2 separate regions of the Zea mays genome follow, and region 1 is linked to region 2. Evidence: chromatin contacts called from public Hi-C data. All regions are on one chromosome and are shown on one strand. Each heading gives the region's core, a stretch centred on a gene start, on an enhancer-like site or on the middle of the called end of the contact. The rest is flanking DNA. Distances are from core to core; before and after follow the strand shown. Region 1 holds the start of LOC100502077 (RING-H2 finger protein ATL66). Region 2 holds the start of LOC100279304 (ammonium transporter 2).

What was found. Hi-C and Micro-C count contacts between places; a contact is called where the count stands out from the background.
Region 1: a Hi-C map of ear shows a contact between it and region 2, with 1.7 times the contacts expected there. The contact joins the promoter of LOC100502077 here to the promoter of LOC100279304 in region 2. A contact is called at or near these places in 3 of 25 Hi-C or Micro-C datasets (ear, leaf and tassel).

The regions. Positions count from the first base shown.
Region 1 is chr6:163,999,023-164,006,175 of Zm-B73-REFERENCE-NAM-5.0, reverse strand. LOC100502077 (RING-H2 finger protein ATL66) reads right to left here and starts at 3,403. Exons shown (of 1, transcript NM_001196612.1): 1 at 2,590-3,403. The coding sequence starts at 3,222. The coding sequence ends at 2,692.
Region 2 is chr6:163,676,558-163,683,332 of Zm-B73-REFERENCE-NAM-5.0, reverse strand. LOC100279304 (ammonium transporter 2) reads right to left here and starts at 2,464. Exons shown (of 3, transcript NM_001152325.2): 1 at 1,698-2,464; 2 at 1,001-1,286; 3 at 1-420. The coding sequence starts at 2,324.

The DNA.
Region 1 (7,153 bases), core at 2,154-4,653, 320 kb before region 2:
TTTTTTCAAATCCACGCGCATGACATCCAGGCTGAATTTAAATACTGCACGCTAGTGCACTGTGGGGGCAGACAAGGAGCAGAACAGAAACAACATCAGTTCTGATATATCTTTCACCTTTTTCGCCGGAGAGTATCTTCGACCGATCGACTCGCTACCTGCTAGTTCGTTCGCCTGTAGTTTGCTCGTCGAGCTTCATCATCTTTCCGGATCAGAACGAATGTCCCAGCTGGGGGAAAGCGGGAGACCGCATGATGGACAGCGGGATGGGGTTAGTTGCATGCGTGAAAAACTAATCAAGCCGAGACCATAAAAAAAAGAAGAATTGGTCAAGTGCTGGGTGCTGCTCTGTGGCGCCCCCTGTTCCTGATAACTCCCAAGGATCCAGCCAGTATATATACTCCGTATATGCAGAACATCTGGAACTCCATCCAGAATCCAAGTTGCTTCGGGAACCTGCAAGTGGTACTGCTGCCCAATAAAGTTGCTTCACGCCTTCGTGTGCAGATGTGCACGTACCTTGTGCCTGTGCTGCGACAGCCCGAGAAGATGCTGTAGCTCACTTGATCCTTGAACAACATATTATTATTCCATGAAAGCTTTCGGCAATTGATTTTTTTTCACAATTTGTCTCTGCAACCTTATCTGTTATTACCCCGTAGTACTAGTTGCTACCAGTTCAAAAGTTACAGTTTTTTTAAAAGAAAAACAATCAAACATCATGGCCATTATATATATACTATAAAGCTAATATACATCCCGTCATCCTCTCGTTTATTTTTTTCAGCCTTAGCCAAACCCAGCAGAACCGATGGGCCGCCGTCTTACTCCAAGGACCCATGCCCATTTTAGAACGTAAGTGGAGGACAGAAAGGTAGCTTCAATTGCAACTAAGGCTATTCACAATGGGGATTTCATGTCACTGTTTCCAAAAATGACACATCAGATTTATGGATGAATGAAATACCCTCTCTCAATAGAGAGTTTCATCTCACTATTTCATATGTCAACATACTTCTTAAATGCTGCATATGAATAACCAATAGGATTTACTCAATTATATGAAGATGAAACAAAACACTCTCAGTGGAGGTTTCACACAGTTTCCAAGATCTTGGAAACGAGTTAACATGGTTTTATCCCTATGAAACTCCATGAAACTCTTCCTTCTTAAATGATGTGACATGTCATCAAAATAGCTGATGTGGCAGACTAATTAATACATGAAACACCCCATGAAACCTCCATTGTGAATAGCCTAAGCGCTAGCCTCCTGTTTCACTTTGTTGTAGGCAAAACAATTTTGTCAAAATCAATAACCTCGAAATTCTTCTAAAATCTTATACTAGAATAGGAGGGGGGGGAAAAGTACAGCAGTGGAGAAGATGCTGATGGCAAATCTCTAACTTTTAAAATATGCGTAGACGCGAGGTTTGCATTGGTGGCTTCAGATATATGTTTATGATGGCATATTGAAATACTAGTATGTACAAACCATGTTGATATTGGTGGCACGCTTCATCAAAGATACCATTGATTGGAATCGGATTACAATAGGAGCTCCTCCCAGTGGAAAGCGTACTTGAGTCGTTCTCAAATTGGCGCTCATGCCTACCTTTTTCAGGTTTTCCTCTCTCTGACCCTGAAGAGTGTTTGAAGAAGAACAGTTCCAAGGCCAGTTTGTTTCCAGGGTGCCGCAATCTCCGACGTCCATTGTGCGCTGCGCTGCTAGTAGTTTGCCGAGTTGTGGCCTTTAGATTTTATTTCGCTTGTGTTGTTTGTGGCCTTCCAGTTATGCTCTTCTTTAGACTTTACCCAGCTGTGCTTTTGTCGGAAAAGAAAGAAAGAAAAAGAAAACATCTCAATCAAACAACTTACTCAATTGTGTCCAGACCTCTGGCTAGCTTGAGATATTTTTTGAATTAGGAATACACAACTAAAAAAAAATGTAGTAGCTGTAGTACCCCCTAAACCTTGACCTAAATAAAGAAGAACAGCACCATCGATAGTACGAAATCTTGATGCTAGTGTATTTTTTTTTCTAGAACATGTTCATCCCTCCACCTCGCTAGACCATAATTAGATGTACTACTAATATGACTTTAACAATAGGAACAATATATTTAGTTCATGTAGGGCAGAGATATTTGCAAATGCCACTTCTACGGAAGTGCTGTGCTCTGTGGAATCGAAAATAAACACATGGGCATAACATAATCATCGTGTAGTAGTAGTAATACACCGGTACTAGAGAACTTTACGCTAAAACATAGTAGTAGATTCGACCTGAAGCACCACATCGTACCTTAAAATTCTCTCTGGTTATAAATACTCAAAAGCTATGTACAGCTTACACCACTTTTCTCTTGCACTGGTGAGTGGAGAGCCTTGCGCCACAGAGAAACCCCCCGCCCGGCTGATTTGGTCAGGTGACCGACCCCACGCCTGCCTCCAAACAACTCGTCGGACTCGGAGGGCAGCGGCACGCCACGCCACGCCATTGGTGATCAGGCCCTAATAAACCAAGGCTTCTTTAGTCTTTACAAACGCACTCACAACGAGTAGATCTGACGCGGTCTTGGCGGCCGCTATCATTAACTAGTGCGCTGATTTAAAAGCCCGCGGGTGTCGAGGGACGCTGGTAGCTGGGCCCGCTTGTCATGCGACGATCGAAGCGCCTGGCGTTGGCACTCAGACGGCGTCCTTGGCGGCGGCGGCGGCGAGGAGGCACCGGCAGAGCGGGCAGCTGGGCTGGGACCGGAGCCAGGCGTCGACGCAGTCCGGGTGGAAGCAGTGGCCGCACGGCGGGAGCACCTTCACCTTCTCGCCGGCCAGCAGCGCGCTGATGCAGATGGAGCACAGCGCCGCCGCCGGGTCGTCGTCGCCGGCCTCCCCTCGGAGGCGCGGCGACGCGGGCGGGCGGTACAGCGTCACGGGCAGCCCTCGGATGGCGTCGGCGTCGAGGCCGGGGAGCGACGGCGCTGCGGCCGACGACGGGGAGCTGGCGTCCGCCTCCGGGTCGTCGGGCGCGTGGCGGCGGTGGCACCTCCAGCGGAGGTACAGGCACAGCGCGACGAAGAAGACGACGGCGCACAGCAGCCCCACCAGCAGCGGCACCGCGCGCCCGTGCACCGCGAAGTTGCTGTCGCCCACGTCCCCGTACCGCCACCGCATCACCACCTGCGGGCTCCCGCCGCCTGCTGCGGCCTCCTGCGCTGCCATTGTTCGGCACACACCGCTGCCGCTCGCTCACAATATGTGGCAGAGGTGCATGGGACGACGACGACGACGGGGAGAAGCAGAAGGAGCGTCGTCGATCGGTAGCTACTCGCTCGCTCGTGTGTGGTCAAGCTAGGCGGGCGGTGGCGTGTGGTTCGCCGAGGCTGGCGACCGGGCGCGGCCTGAGCGATCACGGTCGCGGGGGTGGCAAGTGCGATGGGGGTGTGGTTATAAAATTTGAAAGCGCCCGGTCCGGTCACTTTTAGGGCTTGTTCGGTTAGCTCCCAATCCACATGGATTGAGTGGGATTGGATGGGTTTAAATCCCAACTAAGTCAAACTCTTTCTTAATTTTTTCCAATCCCATACAATCCATGGGTAACGGGATTAACCGAACAAGGCCTTAAGGTTGGCGAGAGGGCGGAGGCTACCGCGCGCGCCAGAGCCGTCAGCCAGTGGGGTAATGAACCAACAAAAGCCTCGATCCAAACTGACGGCCAAATTGCAAAGTGGCAACAGCGAATGAGCGCTAAATTAAATGGACGGTAAGAATCTCTGGAACTTGATTTGAATTTGAGCGGGGAATAACAGAGATTAATTAAAACTTTGGCTCCAACAATATTGTATCCATGCCGACTGCAGTCATCAGTCCGGCAGTCGGCGTGCCGACGGAACGGGACGGTCGGGTCTCTGTCTGGCTCGTTGGACTGTATCCGGCATGGTTCGTGCGTGGCTTCGTTCTCAGCATGTAGCTCCAAAGATTCGGTCGCTGGTTAGGCTAGAGTTTGGATCTGTAACAGTCACGGTAGACTTGTAGGCGTAAAACTGTACTAGCATGTAGGACTGTTCCGCCGTGGCCGGACCACGGTCAATGCATTCAGGCGAACAATTCCGACCTCCATGGCTCCACCTCCGCTGACTCGACCAGCTGTGAATCGGCACAGGTAGGCATGTGTACATGTACATGTACACGTGGACGGGCGTTTGATCGAGGTCGCTGTCCGTTGTGCCTACAAAACGGGTCTAATACGACAAGGCAACGAATGCAATACACCGCCGCCGAACAGGGCCACGCCTTGCCTTGCCTGGGCCCCCACTTCCTAGGGGCCGTCCCAGTGCATATAGGACCTAGTCTAGCGATAGCTAATAGACAACCAAGTAACGAACGTAAATACGCTAGGGCACGCCGCATTCGCAGTTCCACACACACACACGCGCGATCATCAGAATTCAGGCATCAGACGTTTTGCGCCACAACAAATGCTAGAGCTCAGCGTAGTAGGCAGCAGGCTGTCAAACAAGGCAAACAACATCACCACATGTCACAGGGCTGTAGGGGCACAACATATTATTTATTTCTTAAATATTAATCCATGAATGATAAACCAATACTAGCATGTGTATAACAACTGACATATAACTTATATACATGCATTCTTTTCAATTTCTCTAACAGGTAATTACGCTTAACAAATTACATAAATCAATTTATTTTATTGAAGCCATCATCGATGGTTTTGCATCTAGACAACATTTTCTAAAGCGATCTCTACAATATATTTGGGGTAATAATTTCTCCTATTTTTTAAACCACTCCATTTTTTATTATGATACATAATAATAAAAAATAGCTTTTATGGTATTAGGGTCTTCATTAATAAATCTCACTCTGGACCCCTCAATAAACCACCCTGCCGCCGAATGCAGATAGATAGACGTGGTCCGTCGTCATGGTCTTCCGATCCGTGCATATATGGTTCCCGGCCCCCGAACGTCTACCGTGGCGCGCACACACACCAACACCACCAAATTAAACAAAGGAAAGCTCTTCAAGTTCCGTGCTGATGCAAACTGTGCGTGCAATGCATGCATGCGTGGTTGTCTGTCGATCTGTGCGTTCCAGTAGTTGACGCACACGCATTTTTTTGGGCAAAGGCTTTCCACGGCAGGCCGGATCGACATCGACTGCTGGAAAACAAAGGCTGCAGGAGCTACGGAGAACCCACCGCGTATGGTACGCGCCTGGTACGTGCCTGAGACATGCGACGCTGCGTGCAAAAGAAAAAAAAAAGTGCAACCCACCGCGCGCGGTGTGCATGGTCTGGCGACGCAGGTGCAGGGCCGTTCCTGACTTTTGAGGGGCCCGGGACAAGATTATAAACGTAGGCCCCAACACCATAAAAACTATTTTTTACTATTATATATACTCCCCCGTTTCGTTTTAGTTATCGCTGGATAGTACAAAATTGAACTATCCAGCGACAACTAAAAAGAAACGGAGGGAGTATCAACTAATTATACTTGATGTACCACAGAAAGACTTTAGCAGTAAAAAATATAAGTAAGATTATTACCTTAAATATATTTTAGAGATCAATTTAAAAATGTCTTCTAACATTTCTAGATGCAAAATCATCAATGATGGCTTCAATATTTACATCATCTAATAATTTCTTCTCAATACATAAAGTTGCTAGCCCGTCTAACCTTTCTTGAGACATTGCAAACCTTAAATAATTCTTCAATAACGTAAGCTTTGAGAAGCTCCTTTCAGCTGATGCCACAGTTATTGGTATAGTAAATAATATTCGATAAGCAACAAATATATTGTGATAGCAATCCATTCTCCTAACAAACTCAAAAATATATTGATATAGTAAATAATATCCGTTTCTATCCTATATTCTTATTGGACTTTGTGTGCTGTGGGGCCCCTGTGAGATGGGGCCCAGGTCGGCCGCCCCTCCCGCCCTACCTCAGGCACGGCCCTGCGCAGGTGGAAGCGAACGCTGGCATATAGCTAGCTCGCGCTCACAGAGATGATAAGGCTGAAGGCACAGAGAAAAATATAGATCGCGCCATGGGACCCCTTCCTGCCCAGGCCTGAGTGCGGGTCATCCATATCAACTAGCGGCAGAAATCACCATATCTTTTTGCCAACGCCACCCACGGGATCAATCCTATCCCGTCAATAAATTATTCACGCTAACAACGACAGGGGCACGCCGCTGCGAAAGGACTAATAGTATAGCCCAGGCACCGTGACTTGCGAAAATATCCTGCAGCGGCATGGCAAGATGGGACGCCGCTTTCCGTGCTTTTTATGGTCGTGTAGTGCAGTAGCGCCGGACACTGCCGGTGGTGAGAGCCTTGCCTGTGTAGTAGTGTATAGAGGACTGCAGGCTGTCGATCGGGTGGTCGTTCGTGCGCGAGGGCGAGGCGCACGCGGCCCTGCCGATGCCGCATCCGGCAAGCGGCCATGCATGCGGTGCGGCGGATGAAAGCTCAAAGCGGCGCTCGTTCCAGCAGGGCATGCATGCAAAAGCGCCCGTGTCCTGGGCAGCATCGCACCACTACCCACTACCCAGCCATCCCAGTTGATGTACGTGCAGGCAGGCAGGTAGTACGTACCTTCTATCTCCTGCAAAAGCACACATGCGTGCACATTGCCACACCACACCACACTGGGCAATCGACGGATCGTTGTGCGATCCGGCGGTGGATCCGTCGTCCTTTTGTTGGGCGGCTGCTGCTGCTGCCTTGTGCCCTGCTGCTAGCTGACCGCCCAGCTAGCGGCCGGCCATCCATGATGGCTGATGAGATGAGGATTGGGAGGGCGGATGCGGATTGCGGGTTTGCGGCCCACTGGATCTCTGCTCCCAGTCCCAGCACACAGTGCACAGCTGACGAGGAGATGGACGACGAGACGCGTTGATCTTGCCTTTCAGATCCAAAGATGTGACGGTGAGTGCATGTCCGATGTGAAAGCTATAGCGTCTGGCCACTGCTGCACGATGATGGCCCCCCGTTGAGTAGAGTAGCCCGGTGGATGGCCTGACGGGTCGCGTCAGTGCGTGCCGGGAGGATGCATGGCAACGGCAGGTGATTGATGAGATCATATGGACCAAGACCAACGCAACGCCTCATCTATCGGC
Region 2 (6,775 bases), core at 1,215-3,714:
AGAGCGCGTAGGCCTCCTCCCCGTGCGCGGCGTCGTCGCCGATCATGAGCTGGTCCTCGGGCATCCGCAGGGGCACCAGCAGGCCGATGGCCAGCAGGATGAGCGACGTGACCACGACGTTCCACGCCACCACGAAGGCGGCCCCCGCCAGCTGCTTGCCGACCTGGCGGATCCCTCCGCCGTAGAACGCGCCGCGGAGGCCCGGCACGGGGGACTCGATCTCCAGCAGCTCCGGCGTGGCCAGCAGCCCCGTGAGGACGCCGCCCAGCAGGCCCGCGACGGCGTGCGTGTGGAAGACGCCCAGCGTGTCGTCCACCCTCGTCAGCAGCGCCACCTTCTTGTGCAGGATCATCATGGTGAACCACGGCACGCTGCCCGCGAACACGCCCATGATCACCGCCGCCCAGGTCTGCACCAGCCCTGCACATGACATGCGCGCACAGGAAGGGGGAAAAAATTACAGATCCCAGAGAGAACAATTTCCCAGTGGTACACCGTTGACCGCTACTACTACGTGGTGCCACTAATCTTCCTACACCAACTGGTTTATAACAACGCTCGTTACTGTAGCAGCCGCACTCAGAACAGATTCAGAACCCCTGTTAGGCTGTTACGTCGTGACGCTATACGGACTTCGCTTTCGTTCCAGCCTGACATGCCCGCGATTGGCTGCCGGTTGCCCGTTTTTTTCCACCGTCCTCTTTTGACTCTGCATTAATTTCTTTTTTTTTTCCTGATCCGTTCTGATCGCTTGACGTTGAAACAAAGCCTGATTCAGGCATAATACAGGTACAGCCAAATGCCGGATGCTCCAACAACAACCCACCCAGACGGCTGGTGAAGAAGCCCAATCAGCAGCAGAATGTCGTCTCATCAGTCATCACACACGGGGCAGAGGACGCGACCCGTGAAATGAAAATATTAAGTTTCTGGGACGTACGGTACGGAGAGGGAAAATTAAAGGCCGTACGGGAGGGGGAGACCGGTGGTTCTTTTTTACCTGCTCCGGGGGTGATGCAGACGAGCCCCGTCATCATGCCCTGCACGGCGCCGATCACGGACGGCTTGCCGAAGAAGATGACGTCGAGGCAGGTCCAGGTGAGGAGGCTGGTGGCGGCGGAGACGTTGGTGTTGAGCACGGCCACGGACGCCGCGATGTTGGCGGCGTAGGGCGCGCCGCCGTTGAACCCGGCCCAGCCCATCCACAGCAGCCCGCCGCCCGCGATCATCAGCAGGATGTTGTTCGGGGAGAAGCGCTCCCGGTCGCTCTTCAGCCTCGGGCCCACCTGTCGGAAACACACAAAAATTTCAAATCAACGGCCACCGTCGGTTAAAGTTGTTAGCTTTTCTGGCGCGCAGCCACCACACCATGGTTGTCAAACGGGGCGGGGGAAAAAGAATACTCCTATCTGCAGCCGGACGCATTAATTTCTGACTTTGAATCTAGTCTAGACACACGCTGCTTGCTGATGGTTCTATTATTGTGCTGTGATGCAGGCAGTGCGTGCATTCCCACTGTCTATACTGAATAATGTCTAGTACTACACAGTCCACACCTACTGTACGACCTACCAAACACGTTACCCAAACCCGAGCCGCCGGAACAGAGTGACGTCACCGACGTGGGATGGGGAATTGGGATCGATCGCAGCGTGTTTGGATGGGATCTGGCTATTTGTTAGGCGCAAGAAACGTACCCAGTATGCGGCGGTGAAGCCGGCGATGCCGGAGGAGAGGTGGATGACGTATCCGCCGGAGTAGTCGATGACGCCCCAGTGGTAGAGGAAGCCGCCGCCCCAGATGCTGAAGGCGCCGACGGTGTAGGAGAAGAGGAGCCAGAGCGGGGTGAAGGCCATCCAGGCCTTGATGTTCATGCGGCCAAGCACGGAGCCGGCCAGGAGCACCAGCGTGATGGCGGCGAACTCGAACTGGAACAGCACCAGCGTCGCCTCCGGGTACAGGGGCTCGGTGCGGGGCGTGGCCCCGTGCGCGGTCGCCGAGAGCGAGGCGCGCCGGACCAGGTAGCCCTGGGAGAGCGCCACCCCGGCCTTGCCCCAGAACGGGAGCAGCCGCTCCCCGAACGCCATGCGGAACCCCGCCAGCACCCACACCAGCAGCGACGACGCGTAGGCGTACAGCGCCATGAACGCCGAGTTCACCGCCCACTTCTTCTTCACGATGCTGCCGTACAGCACCACCAGCCCCGGCATCGACTGGATGCCCACCAGCGTCGCCGCCGTCAGCTGCCACGCGTTGTCGCCCTTGTTCAGCCACTCCGGCACCGCCGGGAGTTGCGCCGCGTACGCGCCCGACGCCGCCATCATGCTTCGATCGGTGGTGGCTATCGCTACTATGCTATGCTAGCGCGCGCGACCATTTATATGGGTGATTTAGCTGCTTCCTGCCTTCATGAACTGCTGCTTCATCTGCGATTAATTATGCTAGTTAACCAAGTGGATCATAATTGGACGGCCGGGCTCGGAGGGGAGTTCGTGAGCGGCATGAAGCGACCAATGGGATTGCGAGCCGAAGAGACACACAAACACGAAAGTCTGTCGCTGTCACGAATGGCACACGGTATGCGGCGTGTTGCGTAGAGCGCTTTTCCATTCTTTCCCTTCTGCCGCCACAGACGCCTTCAGACTGTTCTGAAGAGATGACAAGAACATGGTCGTTCCATTCCATATAGCGACTTGAATTGTTTTTAGTAGTATGGCCATCTTGTCATTTCTATGCTTGTTAATATATACTAGAGCTAGAGGAGATTCAAGTCGACGAATCAAACCTAAAACGGAAGGCACGTGGAGCACGGAATGTAAAGGTAATGAAACGAGGTTAGGCAGACTCGAGCAGCGCACGGCAAAAGGGTCGATAGCTTATATACGGAGAAAAAAAATATTCTATATACTTCAAGTAGCGTTTTCTAAAACGTTCTCTAAATGTTTCTCGGTCCTCTATATATAAAAATTATCTCTGTTCTCTATATTTATTTTTAACTTAAATAATAGATTAAGCAAAATAAAACATTTGATGGTATAACAAATCTGTATATATAAAATATAGAACAAAATATATCTCTAATATGAGTATTTAACGTATAGAAGAAGAGATAAGGAGGACGCTATTAGAGAGAAATCATATATAGAAGAGAGAATCTTTTAAAGTAGACTATAAGACCGTATTCAGCAATTCACCTATATAATCATCCAAAATCCGGTTTTGCCCTTTAGACTTTACTGTTTGTAGAGTGGAGTTTAAATATGTGGATGGGGATAGATAAACTGCTAGAGATAGTCTAAAGAAGGGATATAGAGGACAATGCTGGATATTGACTTAGAAAGGAACCTCTCGCTGTAAAAAAATTGTTATATATATAGTAATTTAATTATATCTCTAATGTGAGTATTTAGCGTAAAGAAGGGTTCCAACCCTATTATATCATGACATTTTTTAGTAATATTAAGACAAGAAATGAATTACTCAAATATAAATGCTCAAAGTAAAGAAGGGTCAGAAATAATGGTGTTTTGTAGAGGTATCAGAGAGTCGTTGCTACCTACTAGTCCTTGTTGAAGCACCGATGCAATGATGGTGCTCCCCGATGATTCTTCACCGCTCCAACATGGTGAATTATCGACAACCATTTACACCTTGAGTTGGGTCACCCACAATCTCTACCAGGTGATCACCAAACTTCTTATCACCACCAAATCGTCTAGATGGTGTCGATCACCTAGAGTAACAAGTACAAACTCTCACTTGACCCAACAAATGCTACTTAGAAAGGTTGATGCACACTTGCTACTCTCAATGCACCAATGAGGCCACTAATCTCGTGATTATCAAATCTCAATTACCTCATTAGGTAAAGTTTCTCCCTTTCACTTTAATAGATTTCTTCAGCTAAATAAATGGGTAAGAGAGTTCAAATGAATGATATGAATAGGTGTATATAGCCCCAAGGCAAGAAACTAGTCATTGCCCCTCCACTTAATTTTCAGAGGGGCACCAAATATGTCTAGTGCACACCTACCTACTGCACTAGACAGGTTGAAAAAATGTATGGTTTTGGTAATTGAGACAACTACTGGACTAACCTCTACTCTAAGAATTGTGAATGAGATAGATTAAAGTCCACATCCAAAGGTTGAGCATGATTGGTAACCATGAAAAGGATGGTGATAGCCATAAAGAACGATCAAGTGTTCAACATGGAAAGAGGAAGAAAAAGGCAAGATGTAAGAGCTCAAGGAAAATGTATAAGCTAGAACATTTTGTTTTATCAATCAAGATGCAATAGAGTGCATGATCGGATTTAGAAGATGGACGTACTATTGAGAGGAGAGTCTAAGTGGACAGCTCAGTCATCTAGTGCCACTAGGTGTTGGATAATACGCATTGCATATAGGCCTAAGTGACACACATGAGAGCGAGCAAAAGTATTTTATTGAAAATACTTTGGAAACTCTATCTAGGTTCTAACATATTTGGCAAAACATTTGAGAGCTAGCACATTAGGAAGAGAGAAGGAAATGCTTTGGTATAGATTTTTAGAGTGCACCAAACATGTCTAGTGAGGCACCGAACATGGCATCGGATTTGTCTTCATCCTCTTTTCACTTCATAGTTCTCAAGCGAGCACCATGGTGTCTAGTGTGCACTGGATAGGGTGCATCAGACATGTCTAGTGAGGCATCGAATGGCCCACTAAACAAAGAACTCGGAGAGTGTCAAACACACACTTCGGCTCTATAAGGCATCAGATGTGTCTAGTGTGGCATTGAATACCACATCAGATAGGACACTCAAACAGCATATAGAAGTGTACATTTCAGCTTATACTCACCGAACACGATGACTTGTTCGGTGACTGCAACAGACACTTTACACAATTAATGGCTAGTTTATAGTATTTTGACATATAGACATTAGATGGACATTTCTTATGTCTCGTGTAGTACCTGGTGGTGCACCAAACATGTTCAGTAACCCCGAGTTTAGTTTTTTGAAAGGTAACAGTTAGATTCCCTTATAAGGCTATAAATAGACCCTATGGCCAGCCTTGGATAGCATCCCTTGATCACTAACACTTGCATACACCTCTTGAAGCTTGTAATGCTAATTAGCGTGTGAATCGTGTAGCTTGGACTCTCCATAACAAGGACGTAGGTTGCCAGCAGACAACCAAACCTTATGGATAAAAATTTGTCATCTCATGCCACGTGTGATTTGCACTCTAAACTAGTATTGGAATTACACGCTCTTATTGTATTATATTAGTTCAGCTAGTTTGTATACTTTGTAAGCTTTATCTCTATCTTAGTGAGTAGCTTATCTTCTTCGTATAATTCTTTTACAAGCTACTAGTTTAATTAGAGATAACCTAGAGTAGATTGGATTTAGAGCAAGTAAACACTTTCATATATTAAAACATCTTAGATCTAGTTGTAATTGTAAGTTTTTGTAGAATAGTTTTTATAGGCTATTAACCCCACTTTAGCCATCTAGGTCCTATGAATTGATACAAGAGCAAGGACACTATTGTTTCTAGGCTTAACATTCTATGATGAAAAATATGGCTATTAACCATGTAGTCAAACCTCCACATTTGACTGGTACAAATTACGATTATTGGAAAAAGAGGATGTGTTTACACTTAAAATTTATGATTAGAAAAATATGGGGGTGTTGTGAATAATTCTATTGTCTCTTGTGACAGTTGCTTGAGTTAAATTGAAGAAGATCAAATTCGTTAGTAGTTGTCTTTGTTAGCACTCTATTGCGTTTAAGTAGTTGCTATTTTGTGTGCTTGAGTGAAATCAACTAGAGAGATAGCAACTAGAATCGTGTAAGGGGCTTGCAATTGAAGTCATAAAAACACTAAAGTCTAAAAAAAATAGGGCAAAAATAGAATTACACAATAAAACAGGGGCAATGGTGCAATTGTCCCTTATGTTTTTTATCAAGAATTAACACCGATAAATACAACAAACGGAGTAGGAGGCATATAACAACTTGTTTGAAGAAACAGGGGCAAGTACGCAAAGTCTAAAAAAATAGGAACAAATCTGCAGACACCCTAAAACATGGACACTAACGCTTTTGCCCCTATAAAGATTGATATAATTTTATCAAAAAGAGAGCATCACACTAGACGATTGAAGTTCAGTCGATATCATCTAAATATTAGGTAGTTGATGGCTTTACAGAAGCTCGGTTATATAAAAATTTTCAGCATAATCTTAACTTGCATAGATAGTAATCTAAATGGGCTTATAGATGAAAAGCTTAGAGATAAACCTTATATGATGGTTATAACCGATATAAATTTTTATTGTGATCCAGTGCTATAAATATATATAGGTCTATAAATATAGGTCATAGACTTGTAACACGCTAATATATTTTTATAATGCGCCTATGGCCGGCCATGCATGCGGCTGACGTAAGAAGGTGACGGAGTTTTTGCGAACTTATTAGGCTATGCGCAGAGAGACGGACCGTAAATGCCTCCCTACTCAGATCGAGTAACGTTTGCAGTAAAAAAATCCTGCAGCGGTGAACTGTAAAGCCCACTGGAAACATACGGTTGGCAACGAAAACCTCACATGTAGCGTACCATTTTCTCCTACTGAAAATTCTCTCTCCTCCTCCAATTGGCTGGCATTAATAGGGTGAGGATAAAAAAGTGTAAGGAAAAATGATAGAATATGGAGTAGTTGGTATAGGGTAGATATTTAGGGTGAATATGAACGCGGAGTATTATAGGATAGAG